2 separate regions of the Mus musculus genome follow, and region 1 is linked to region 2. A link is a contact called in public promoter capture Hi-C data. All regions are on one chromosome and are shown on one strand. Each heading gives the region's core, a stretch centred on a gene start, on an enhancer-like site or on the middle of the called end of the contact. The rest is flanking DNA. Distances are from core to core; before and after follow the strand shown. Region 1 holds the start of Naip5 (NLR family, apoptosis inhibitory protein 5). Region 2 holds the start of Serf1 (small EDRK-rich factor 1).

Region 1 (6,575 bases), core at 3,286-5,785, 140 kb after region 2:
CGTAGCTTTGAATATACTGGGCAATTTCCTCTGAGGATTTCTTACTTTGAAGAAATTCACATCTGTAACAAAAAGCACAATTGACCATTTTCCCAATAGTGTAATAGACATGTCCTCTATCACAATGTATATTTTTTTAATGTGTTAATCATTTTTGGACATTTTTACTTTTAAAACTTTTTATTTGATGTACTTTTGTTAACTTTTTATGGATTCTTTGTGAATATTAAATCATATACCCCAATCCCACATATGTCCCTATCCCTTTGTAACTGCCCTTGCAACTGCCCTCCTAAGAGAAAATCAAAAAATAAAATGAAAACAAAAGCTTGTTGTGGAAGCTGTGATATGTCACAGTGTGTCCCATAGTGTGCCCTGTAGTCCACACATCTTTCCTTGCAAATGTTCACTGTAAGGAGCCATTGGTCTGTTTCAAGTACTGCTACACTGTGAGTACTAGATCCTCACCAGGATTCCTCAGGGATATTGTGGTATTGCTCTGTGCCGTGGAGATCCTGCAGCCTTGGACCTGCAGAACCAGCCCCTTCACATACTTCAGAAGTTCACAGATGGAATAGATGTTGGGTTGGACCAACTCAAAGCCCTGGATCTGGGAGTGGGTGCTAGCTGAGCCAGGTGGTTAGCCTGCCAGATCTCCTGCACCCACATCACCAAGGTGAGATCCCCAACACTGCCCTGGCTAGCCCACCCAATGCAAGGGGCAGGGCCAGCTTTTCTGCTCTCACACATCCTCAGGGCCAGCTCTACCGTGCTGCCCAGGCTATGTGCAGGGCCCACTCTCACATGCTGCAGCCAGTGAGGGGCAGGGACTGCTCTCCCATTCTCATGACCTCAGGGTCAGCTCTCCCATGCTACCCAGGTTAGGAGTAGGGCCAGCTCTCCAGCCTGCCCCAGGCAGCAAGGAGTGGATGGGAGGGGGCATCTTACCTGAGACCCCACACTATCATATGGCCAGTGAGGGGTGAGGCCAGCACTCCCAAGCTCATGCCCTTGGAGCTGGCTCATCCACAACCCATGAAACCAAGGTCAGCTCTACTGTGCTTCTTGAGAGCAGTGCCAGGCTGCTCTCCCTAGTGCCCTAGCCAGGCAGAGACAAGGACAGCTCTCTCAAGTGCAGCAGTTAGTGACATATGAGGCCAGCTCTACACAGCCCTCAGACTCCAAATGGCTCCAGGCCTCAGACTTTAGCAGCAGCAGGGGCCAGGACCTCAACACAGTCTCAGGTGGCATCACCAGCTGTTCATCTCAGGCTGATCTAGGAAGGGACAGAGGACTAGTGTGTGTGTGTGTGTGTGTGTGTGTGTGTGTGTGTGTGTGTGTGTGTGTGTGTGTAAGTGGGAGGGTGGAGTCAGGTAGGCAAGAATATTGTGTTACTGTGTCAACAAAAATGGTTTGAGGTTTTAAAAAATGAGGGGAAAATGATCAGGAAAATGCCCTCCTCCATCAGCCTTCGGCTTCCTAAGCCCACACATGTACATACACATATACTCTCCATACAAACACACACTAGATTCATCACACACACACATCTATATAAGATATTAACTAAGGTTGGGGGAGCTGTTTAAGTTCAAGTGATTCAGAATTTTCACACTTTGACAAAGTCTTGCTTGAGAAGATCTTGAGTTATCCTAATTCAAGTAAGGGAAAGTTATAAATCTCAAAGAGAAGCTCCCAAGAATGTGGCCCTTTGGTCTCTAGTTTTGTTTTGCTTTTTAAAAACCTGACCCTGAGGGCTGGGAGAGACAACTCAGAAGTTAAGAGCAGTGGCTGCTCTTCCAGAGGACCTGGGTTCAATTCCCAGCACCCACATGGCAGCTCACACCAGTCTCTAACTCCAATTCCAGGGCTTCTGACACACCAACACAGACATGTGGGCAAGACACCAATGAACATAAAATTAAACAAACAAGCAAACAAACAAACAAACCAAAACCATGAAATTGGCTAAAGTTGGAGTGGTGACTCCTGTGGTTTAGAGCAATAGCAGCTGTTCTTCCACAGGAACTGAGGTGGGTTCTAAAAACCCACATAACAGTTCACAAGCATCTGTAACCCCATATGCGGGAGCTCTGATGCCCTCTTTTGGGATCTGTGGTACACACACACACTCACACACACACACACACACACACACACACTCACTCACACACACACACACACACACACACACACACACGCTCGAGTGCATGCTTTTGTGTGCACATGTAGCATAAATCATTTAAAGCATTTAAGTGGGACACTTTAAGAATAAAGCAGTTGAAGCTCACTTGGGGAACCACTTGGCATGCTCCTTCCAGGGGTCATCTCCTTCTTCCCAGTTGCCCAAGCTTCCGCCACAGGAGAAACACTGCACAGTGTCCCTTTTACCTACAGATGCAGGAAAGGGTGTGACTGGCGGGCAATGGCACCAGCTGTGTATTGGAGCTGGCTATACTGCATCAGAACAAGACAGACTCCAGCATGCCTGTTCTATGTAGGGGCTATGTAGCACTCAGCCATACCCTCAGCCCACTGCTGGTACATTTAAGGTCTATATTTGAAGAAAAGTTACATTTTACTTTAATACACAGGCAAATACATGGCTGCATGTGTGTGTATATGTATAGATATATAGCAAACCAATAATGCTACACTAAATATATATTAAAGCAGAAGGAAAATTGTTACACTTAAAATTTAATGAACTACATCTTATGTCTAATATAACACTCTTCATCAGTGAATGCTCATTTACAAAATATTGCTCACAAAATGGAACCTAAACTTTAAATACCTCAGAAATGCCTCACAAAATGGAATCCACTTACCTGTAAAGACAAAGCCAGCTGCTGAGAGTACACGTGGTGATGTCCCATGGGCATAAAATGGCCAGTCCTCAAAGGACTCCAGTCTGGCCTCCTCTTCATGGTACCTGGCTTTGCCACCTCTCAGCATCTTCTCTGGCCTCTTCACCCGGATGTCATACTTGCCAATGTTACCAACATCTTTGCCCTGAAGGAACTCACATTCCGGACGTAATTTCTTGTGTCTCTCTATGGGAAGCTTCCTGAGGCTGTTACCAAAGAGGATCAAGCTACAGCAAAAGCACTGAACGCCAAGTCTCACCCCTGTGTGGTAAAACCCAGCAGCTGCCATCTCCTGTGGCGTCCATGATCTGAACGTGTCATAGGTCTCAAAGGTCTTTAGTCGTTTGGCTTCACTGCGCATCTGTGAGTTAAAACCTTTCTTCATTTTCATCCGTTCTTTATGCTCTTCTTCTTCTTGGCTCTTTGCCACCTGAAATGCATCCACCCCGAGAAGAGCAGAGAGCTCGGGGAGAAATTCATAATCAATCTCAGAAATCCGATCCTCGGAGGACTCCCCATGCTCAGCCATTTTCTAAAGGGGAAAGGTGAGCAGTTGTTGGGTGTTCGAGGCAGCTCTCATGTTCTTATGATGAGCACAATGACCAAAGCTTCACAGGGGGTGGGGTTTATTTCTCCTCCCAAGCGTGGTTCATCTGCAAGGGAAGTCAAGGCTGGAAGAACTGGAGGCAAGAGCTAGTGCAGAGATTGTGGAAGGATGCTGCTCACAGGCTTACTCTCTGTGGTTTCTTACCTTGCTTTCTTTCTGGTTTTAATTATCTATTTATTTTGGTTTTCAAGGCAAGCTTTCTCTGTGTGGCCCTGGCTATCCTGGAACTCATTCTGTAGATCAGGGAGGCATCAAATTCAGAGATTTTCCTGCCTCTGCCTCCGGAATGCTGGGATTAAAGGTTTGTGCCAGGATGCCACACTTAGCCCAGGGGTCGCACCACTGCCCTCTCTCATCAATTTCCAACCAAGAAAAATGTCACCGCACCCCCACCGCCACCCCTGTTACTGCATACACCCAATCAATCTGATGGAAACAATTCCTGTTTCTGCCCTCCAGGTTCTGGGATTAGCAGGTATGTGCCATACCTAACTAAAATGAGACTTTCAAACAAAGCATACTCTTTCATATAACACCTAGAGGAGGGTTCCATCTTGCAGTGCTGACACATTTGATGCCACCAATGCACAGTAAAGAGTTCTCATGACTGTACAACCCCTCCCAGCAATGGTTGCCTGGAGTTCTGTCAACCCCCAGGCTCCTCAGCGCTTTGACTAGTTATTTCTACCCTTGTGTCCTGATGCATCCCTGCCGTCCCTGACATACACACTTACAGTCTCCTTTGTAATTGTGAGACAAAGGTCATGTTCTTATCTATAGACACAGTTACCCAACGCTAGCTTCCTGCTCCTTCCCTGTAGAGAAGGGGCTGGCCCTGCCTTGACAGACTAAGGCTAGGCTTAGTTACTTTCATTTCCCCTCGCACAGCCTGGAGTTACCTTTTCTGTTGCTGGGATAAAATAACCCTGACAAAAGCAGTTCACAGAAGAGAAGGCTTATTCTGGCTTACACTCTGAAGATCTGTATCTCAAGGTGGCATGGAAGGCTTGGCAGGATCAGGAAGCCAGCTGGTCACAGAGCATCAGCAGCAAGGGGGCAGTGAAAGCAAATAGGAAGTGGCACCAGGCTATAGAGTCTCCAGTGGTCCACTCCCTTCACCATGCCCCGCCTCTTAAAGGATCCAAACTCTTTTTATTATTATTATTAGATATTTTCCTTATTTACATTTCAAATGCTATCCCAAAAGTTCCCTATACCCCCCCCCCTGCCCTGCTCCCCTACCCACCCACTCCCACCTCTTGTCCCTGGAGTTCCCCTGTACTGGGGCATATAAAGTTTGCAAGACCTAGGGGCCTCTCTTCCCAATGATGGCTGACTAGGCCATCTTCTGTTACATATGCAGCTAGAGACACAAGCTCTGGGGGTACTGGTTAGTTCATATTGTTGTTCCACCTCTAGGGTTGCAGACCCCTTCAGCTCCTTGGGTAATTTCTCTAGCTCCTCCTTTGGGGGCCCTGTGTTCCATTCTATAGATGACTGTGAGCATCCACTTCTGTATTTGCCAGACACTGGCATAGCCTCACTGGAGATAGCTATTACAGGGTCCTTTCAGCAAAATCTTCCTGGCATATGGCTGTCTGGGTTTGGAGGCTGATTATGGGATGGATCCCCTGGTGGAGTAGTCTCTGGATGGTCCATCCTTTTGTCCTAGCTCCAAACTTTGTCTCTGTAACTTCTTCCCTGGTTGTTTTGTTCCCTATTATAAGGAGGAATGAAGTTTCCACACTTTGGTCTTCGTTCTTCTTGATTTTCTTGTGTTTTGCAAATTGTATCTTCAGTTTTCTAAGTTTCTGGGCTAATATCCACTTAACAGTGAGTGCATATCAAGTGACTTCTTTTGTGATTGCGTTACCTCACTAAGGAGGATATCCTCCAGATACATCCATTTGCCCAAGAATTTCATAAATTCGTTGTTTTTAATAGCTGAGTAGCACTCTGTTGTGTAAATGTACCACATTTTTTTGTATCCATTCCTCTGTTGAGGGACAGCTGGGTTCTTTCCAGCTTCTGGCTATTATAAATAAGACTGCTATGAACATAGTGGAGCCTGTGTCCTTATTACCAGTTGGAACATCTTCTGGGTCTATGCCCAGGAGAGGTATTGCTGGATCTTCTGGTAGTACTATGTCCAATTTTCTGAGGAACTGCTAGACTGATTTCCAGAGTGGTTGAACAAGCTTGCAATCCCACCAGCAGTGGAGGAGTGTTCCTCTTTCTCCACATCCTTGTCAGCATCTGTTGTCACATGAATTTTTGATCTTAGCCATTCTGACTGGAGTGAGTTGTAATCTCAAGGTTGTTTTGATTTGCATTTCCCTGATGATTAAGGATGTTGAACATTTTTTTCAGGTGCTTCTCAGGCCTTCGGTATTCCTCACTTGAGAATTCATTGTTTAGTTCTGTACCCCATTTTTAATGGGGTTATTTGAATTTCTGGAGTCCAGCTTCTTGAGCTCTTTGTATATATTGGATATTAGTCCCCTATCCGATTTATGATTGGTAAAAATCCTTTCCCAATCTGTTTGTGGCCTTTTTGTCTTATTGACAGTGTCTTTTGCCTTACAGTTTTGCAATTTCATGAGGTCCCATTTGTCAATTCTTGATCTTACAGCACAGTCCATTGCTGTTCTATTCAGGAATTTTCCCCCGGTGCCCATATCTTCGAGGCTTTCCCCCACTTTCTCCTCTATAAATTTCAGTGTCTCTGGTTTTATGTGGAGTTCTTTGATCCACTTAGACTTTAGCTTTGTACAAGGAGATAAGAATGCATCAATTCACATTCTTCTACATGATAACCGCCAGTTGTGCCAGCACCATTTGTTGAAAATGCTGTCTTTTTCCCACTGGATGGTTTTAGTCCCTTGTCAAAGATCAAGTGACCATAGGTGTATGTATTCATTTCTGGGTCTTCAATTCTATTCCATTGTTCTACCTGTCTGTCACTGTACCAGTACCATGCATTTTTTTTTATCACAATTGCTCTGGTCAGGGATGGTGATTCCACCAGAGGTTCTTTAATTGTTGAGAATAGTTTTTGCCATCCTAGGTTTTTTAATCATTCCAGATGAATTTGAAAA
Region 2 (6,743 bases), core at 1,574-4,073:
ATCCACTATATGGGCTTTTGTACACTTTAAAATAAAAACTGTCAAAAATGATTATACTCCACATTTTGCACACGAATGTTGCAAAATTTATTGCTTCCAGAGATATCAACGGAGCAATAAATAAGACATTGTATGTTACAGAGGAGAAAATACAAAATAAATGAACAAGATCAACAAGAATATATTAAATATGATGAGATTTCAAGGGTGATGGAAGAGTCCTGCGGTACTGGCAGTAGGGCAACTTGACAAGGAAAATAGGTATCAGATTGCAAACCAGCCTCTGCTACATGAAACCTTTTCAGAAGAGAGAGAGAGAGAGAGAGAGAGAGAGAGAGAGAGAGAGAGAGAGAGAACAAACACAGGAAACCTGAAGAAGGTGGGAGTGCAGTTTAGTACTGAGCATCAAATAGATGTAGATGCTCACGACATCTCAAAATGCCAGGAGTAATAATAGCACATGCTTGTAATTTCATCACTCCAGAGGCCAAGGCTGAGACAGGGGAACTACATGAGTTTGAAAACAGCCTGTTCTAAATAGCTAGTTCCAAGCCAGCTAAAGTTACAGATCAAGACTTCATTAATAAATAAGTATTTGAGAAATAATACCATGCTAAAGATACCTCAAAGAATCTTGTAGTCACTGCTGGGACATACAGCTTTCTACAGCAAGCTCTTATGCAAGGCCTTTTCATAATCCTGTGTTCTACCTAAAAATCCAAGATGTCACAACTTTGTAGATAAGGAAATCAAAATGATTAAGATTTAATTCCCTACTCGTAAAGGCATAAAGCAAAAAATTTATTTTATGAACATTTTATTGTGTTTTATAGATGTATTTATTTTTATATGTATGAGTAAGTTTACATGCATGCATGTGCACCATGCACGTGCCTGGCAGTGGGGGCCTTAGGACGATGAGAAGACAGCATCAGATTCCCCTGTACTGATGTTATAGATGGTTGTGAGCCACTCTGTAGGTGCTGAATAACAATTGCTCCTTACTGCTGAGTCATCTCTCCAGCTCTTGCAACAAAGTAACTTTTACTTTTACTTAAATACATCACAAGACAGGTGTTACACAAGTTTGTGAAGTAAGTTGTTAGTGTCACCAGTAATTTTAAAATTCTACAATTTGGAGGCTGGTGACATGGTTCAGCAGTTAAGCACTTGCATTCCATCATGAGGACCAGAATTTGCATCCCAGTGACCATGGCAGCTAGTTCACAAATGCCTCTCAGTCCAGCTCCAGGGGAGCCAACACACACACACACACACACACACACACTAAAAAAAAAAAAAACCCAAGCAAACAATAGTCTAGTTTTCTCCAGCGTTTGCCATGTCCTTCAGGATCTCTGAAGACAGAGTCAAGATCTCATTAAGCAGCCTTGGCTGTCCTGGAACTCTGCTTGGTGTGTAGACTAGGAATTCACCAAGACCTATCTGCCTCTTCCTCTGAAATGAAAGGCACACTCCTGGTCCTCTGGCAGAAACTCTCAATGTACTCTGTGTGCATGGTGTACATCCTTGTAACTTGAGAACTCAGAAAACATAATTTCAGATATACATTCAGTCAAAACACCTATACATATAAAATAGATTTTATACATATATTTTTTTATTTTCAATTGAAGATTATATTATCTTATACCCAATGTTCCCAAAATTTGACTAGAAAAAATATAGAAATTTTCAGTAATTTCAGCAAAGTGTTATGATACATAATTGACTTACAAAGTTTACCAGTCTTAATACATATGAGTAACAAGCATGCTGAGAAAGAGATCATGGCACGCTCCTCTTCCCAGTCTCTCAAATAAAATAAAATATTTAGAATATACATAACAAAAGAGTTTTAAAAAAAACCCTCTACAATGAAAACTTTAAATGTGTGAAGAAAGAGTTTAAGAAACATACTCGAATTTGAAGACCTCCCAAGTGTATACCTTGGTAGAATTAATATTTTGAAAAAAAGACCTTTCTACCAAAACAACTTACAGATTCAATGAAATCACAATCAACATCCTCATCACATTCTTCACATAAGTAGGAAGAAAATTCTCTATTTGATATGGAACAACAAAAGACCCAGAATAGCCAATTAGTCATAGATAAGTGTTTGTTTCTATGCGTTCTGCCCGTTTTAAGTGCTAAGTGCATCTGTCTATGACCCCAACTTTTATACATCCGTTTCCATTAGGACTGCACTTTCAGTCCAGACATTCCGTCTCTTGATGCTTTTTCTCTAAACTAGGTCACGTTAACACGGACAGTTGGAGTACACCGTAGCATCATCTATACTTTTGTATGTTTTAAAAATATTCCACAATAAAACTCTTAAAAATACCCAGGCAAATTCGGTGTCCAGACTATCTCAGTTTGTAATAGTGGACAGGCAAGAAAGTAAGTCTCAGCTCAAGAAATGCAACCCAGGGAGGGGGTGGGACTCAGGGTGTCCCTCAAGATAGGCAAGCATCCCCTACCCCCATGAGCCACACCCCTCAGCCCTATGCAAGCATTCTGACTTGTTTCAGCTCTTATGTAGATTATAAAGTTATTCTGGGCGACTTTGGCTCCCGTTCAACCACAGAGCCTGAGCTTAGAGCTAAAGTTCTGTCCATCCGGAGGGCACCGGAAGAAAGGTGCAATGAGCAGGCTTGGAGCCCGCGCGAAATCCACCCTTCTGTCCTTGTTAGGTCTTTTCTGCCAGATGAGGAACGTAAAGCCCACCTTCAGGGTAAGGCTGCTAAGTAAGGAGGCGAGTGCGCGCGCGGACGCCTCGCTGACAAGGGACGCGCGGGGCGGTGGGGCGTGGGGACCGCGCACGCGCAGTGGCTCACCGGCCACGCCGCGGCTGTTGTGGGTCGGTGGGCGGGGCGGCTGGCTGGCCGAGCGAGGCGTCGCCACATCGAGGGCCCTTGTGGGGCTCAGCCTTCTTCAGCGCCCGGCGGCAACGGCTGAGCGTGCAAAGCCGCCGTTTGCTTCTCCAGGTCGCTGTCTTCCAGTCTCCGGCCGGTGGACAGCATGGCCCGTGAGTCTGCGGGCGGTTGGAAAGACGCGGAGGCTCGGGGAGGGACGGCGCCGAGCGGCCGGGGGAGGAGCGGGAGCTGGCTGGGAGGAGGAAGAGACGCAAACGCCACCTCGTGCTTGTGGCGGGCGGGACGCGGGCTCCAGGTGGGACAGGTGCCCGCCTCCTAGGTGCGGGTGTGCGTGAGGACCGCGCCCACCGGGAGCGTGGGCGGCTGCCCAGCGGGACCAGTCCGCTGAGACGTAGCGGGCGCCTGAGGTCTGGAAGCCCAGGGTGCCCTCCAGCTCTTTTGTCCTCGAAGGTACCTTTCCTTGAGCTCAGCCTCTGCTGGCTTTAACAGCCAAACTGGATCTTCACACACCTATCAAAGCCAGAACTTATTTTTGAGTGAGGCCTGTGTACACAACCACTGGGATGGAGATGGAGATATATATAATTTAATTTTTGTTTTGGTTTTCGAGAAGGGTTTTGTTGTATACCCCTGGCTGTCCTGGAACTCAGTCTGTAAACCAGACTGACCTCAAATCTCAAATTCAGAGATCTTGCCTGCTTCTGCCTCCCGAGTGCTGGGCGCAAAGGCGGCGTTACTTGACACCTATGCTGTTGTGGTAATATACTTAACTTCTCGAGTGTTTCTTCCTAAGCTACCCCCTGGTCAATCTGGGAATAACTAAAGATACTCTGCTTTCTTGCTGATAAAAATAAAACTTTAAGGCTCCTATAACGAAGGACTCTTTACTATTAAGTATTCATATTGTTGAGGGTGGGAAAAAAGCATGCCTGTTTATCATTGTAGGTGGAAATCAAAGAGAAATTGCCCGACAGAAAAACATGAAAAAGACCCAGGAAATTAGCAAAGGGAAAAGAAAAGAGGACAGCTTGACTGCCTCTCAGAGAAAGCAGAGGTGAGTAGTGCTAATAGAATGTTTAAGTCAGTGGCCGTTTGACTGCGGTATTTTCAGAATGAGTGAAGAACGTGTTTAAACCCTTCCTGGAACTGAGCCTTGCCTACAGTTCAGGGTTAACACTGTGTGTCTGTGTAAGAACACTGAAACCATGCATTGTAGTTATTGTCCTATCCTATGGCTGAAGAATGCCACGCCCTGAAACTATCATGTCTGCAGAAACACTCTTACAGCAACTACAAACTGTGAGAACTTTATTGTAGAAAGTAACAAACATCCTCTATATGTAAACACTGTTGCATGAATGGGATACAATGTTTCCAAAACTGACAGCTTGGCCCAAGCCTCTTAATGAAAGAGATGAGTGTCAAAAATCAATTATGGGCTTCAGGAGTCCATTGGGGATGGAGAAAGTGTTTGGACACCAGATTCTTAGAAGATGTTATGCTACTCAGGCCAGCACAGGCTAAAGAGACCTACAGACAAGACCTTGTCTTTAAAAAGTAGGGACGTAGCTCAGCAATAGAGAACACTTGCCTAACATCTGTAGCACTTCAGATCATTTCCTATGGCAAGTAACTGCCACAGACACACTTTAATGCCCTGGGCAATGCTAATAAGTTGTCATCCTAGGACTCGGGGCAGATGCAAGAGAATCAGGAGTTTGAGGCCAGCCTGCACTACGTGACAAGATACTGTCTCAAAGAAAGATAATCGCTTTGACTTTTTTTTTTTTTTTTTTGGTTTTTTTTTTTCGAGACAGGGTTTCTCTGTATAGCCCTGGAACTCACTCTGTAGACCAGACTGGCCTTGAACTCAGAAATCCACCTGCCTCTGCCTCTGCCTCTGCCTCCCAAGTGCTGGGATCTTAAAGGTGTGTGTGCCACCAGCGCCTGGCATGCTTTAACTTTTTTTTTTAAATTCATTTTGCCTGTGTGTGTGTGTGTGTGAGAGAGAGAGAGAGAGAGAGAGAGAGAGAGAGAGAGAGGAGAGAGAGATGAAGAGAGAGAGAAAGAGAAAGAAAGAGACTGAGACTGTGTATCTGTGTGTTTTCTTGGCCCAAGCAAAATCTTAAAACTCTTAAATGCGGTTGCAGATTATCATGTTCCAAAGGGGAACAGAGAGCTTGGAGGCAGAGTTCAGGGTTACATTACATGCTTTGCACACTGGAGCTGCCAGTTCAATCCCCAGGACCACGCATACACAACAGAAATGTAGTTCCAAGTTATAAGTTCTATCATGACATAGAATAAGAAACCTGGGAGGCTGGGCATATGCATCTCACCCTCTTTACAAGCCCCATGAGGCCAAGCAGGCTGGAGATGTGTCTTAGTGTCATGTACCTCACACGCCTGGGCTCTTGTCTTTACTCCCCTGTGCTGGAAAAGGTTCGAGTTATCCTCAAGTTTACAATATACTTCACGTTCTGGGAATTTAACCTAGGACCTTTTAACCCTATCACTGAATCACACATGTTCTAACGTGAGATTCCATTGTTCATACAGAACTTGGAGCTTAGGGATGCTTCAATGTAGCTTAGCACTGGTCTCAGTCCTTTACGTGGGCATCACCTTGGACTCTGATGACTACTAAAGCCAGCACTCAATTGTTTTCAGATGAGACTTGTCATTGAAGAGAAGAATACGTTAACTGCAGAGAGATCAGAAGTCCAAGGTCATCCTCAGTTCATATCAAGTTCAAGTTTAAGGACAACCGATTTAGTGAGACCTTCTGTGCTTATGGGCGCGTGCTAGGGCTGGAAGTGAAACTTGCCATCTGGTCGAGCCTTTGCCTAACATATATAAGGCTCCGAACTTGGCCCTGCTCTTTCTCTCCTCCCCTACAAAGCACACGAAATAAATCGTAACTCTCCGTGTATGTTAGACCACAGTGGAGTCCTCTTAATCAATGAGATCAAGTCCTTAATGTAGGAGGTATGCAGGTCCTTGTGCTCACAGATAAGCACTGGGGAAACGGGAATGTTAAACACAGGGTGTCTCGTCGAAGGAAGAGATGTATAAATCATTTTCCACTCAGAGGCTGTGAATGGACTGCTGACCTTTGTGCTGTATGTGTGGCCCGGACACAGTGGCTCCCCCGCCCCCACTTATCTTGAGCTTGTTTGTCTCAGTAACATTGTAGCTTTATCCTCTAGACCCTTTTCATGAGCTGGTTCACCTTGAGCCAGTTTCAGTGGTTAATCTATATAACCTATCTTTATGGAAAATGCCATTTGTACTTTCCTAAAAGGGTTTGTTTTTTTGTTTTTTTGAGACAGGGTTTCTCTGTGTAGCCCTGGCTGTCCTGGAACTCATTTTGTAGACCAGGCTGGCCTCGAACTCAGAAATCTGCCTGCCTCTGCCTCCCAAGTGCTGGGATTAAAGGTGTGCGCCACCACCGCCCGGCTGCTAAGAGTTTTAATGTAGACAGCTCTTAAGCTTTGTTGTGTACATGGGACTGAGTTAATTATCACCAGGAAACTTTTTTCCAGATGGTGCTGACTTAAATATGCCTAGATTTACCCAGTTGTAAATTCTCAAAGTTTGAACTGACACTGGCCTTTTTATCTCACACAGTTGTTAACTTTGCTCGCCTTGGTAGTCACAGAAACCTCCACACCTTAAGTATCACTTTCTTTTCCTTTATTTATTTATTTATTTATTTATTTCCAGGCAGGGTTTCTCTGTATAGCCCAGACTGTCCTGGAACTCACTCTGTAGACCAGGCTGGCCTCGAACTTAGAAATCCGCCTGCCTCTGCCTCCCAAGTGCTGGGATTAAAGGCGTGTGCCACCACGCCCGGCTTTC

The links. Capture Hi-C pulls out chosen DNA fragments and counts their contacts.
Region 1: a contact with region 2 is called in a promoter capture Hi-C map of liver. The contact joins the promoter of Naip5 here to the promoter of Serf1 in region 2. A contact is called at or near these places in 2 of 115 datasets of contacts at active chromatin or transcription factors (bone marrow-derived macrophages and epiblast stem cells) and 1 of 9 other capture datasets (liver).

What each region holds. Positions count from the first base shown.
Region 1 is chr13:100,242,801-100,249,375 of GRCm38.p6, forward strand. It overlaps Naip5 (NLR family, apoptosis inhibitory protein 5), which reads right to left and starts at 4,536. Exons shown (of 15, transcript NM_010870.2): 1 at 4,448-4,536; 2 at 2,832-3,523; 3 at 2,292-2,391; 4 at 1-62. The coding sequence starts at 3,399.
Region 2 is chr13:100,105,196-100,111,938 of GRCm38.p6, forward strand. It overlaps Serf1 (small EDRK-rich factor 1), which reads left to right and starts at 2,824. Exons shown (of 3, transcript NM_011353.2): 1 at 2,824-3,034; 2 at 3,828-3,936. The coding sequence starts at 3,028.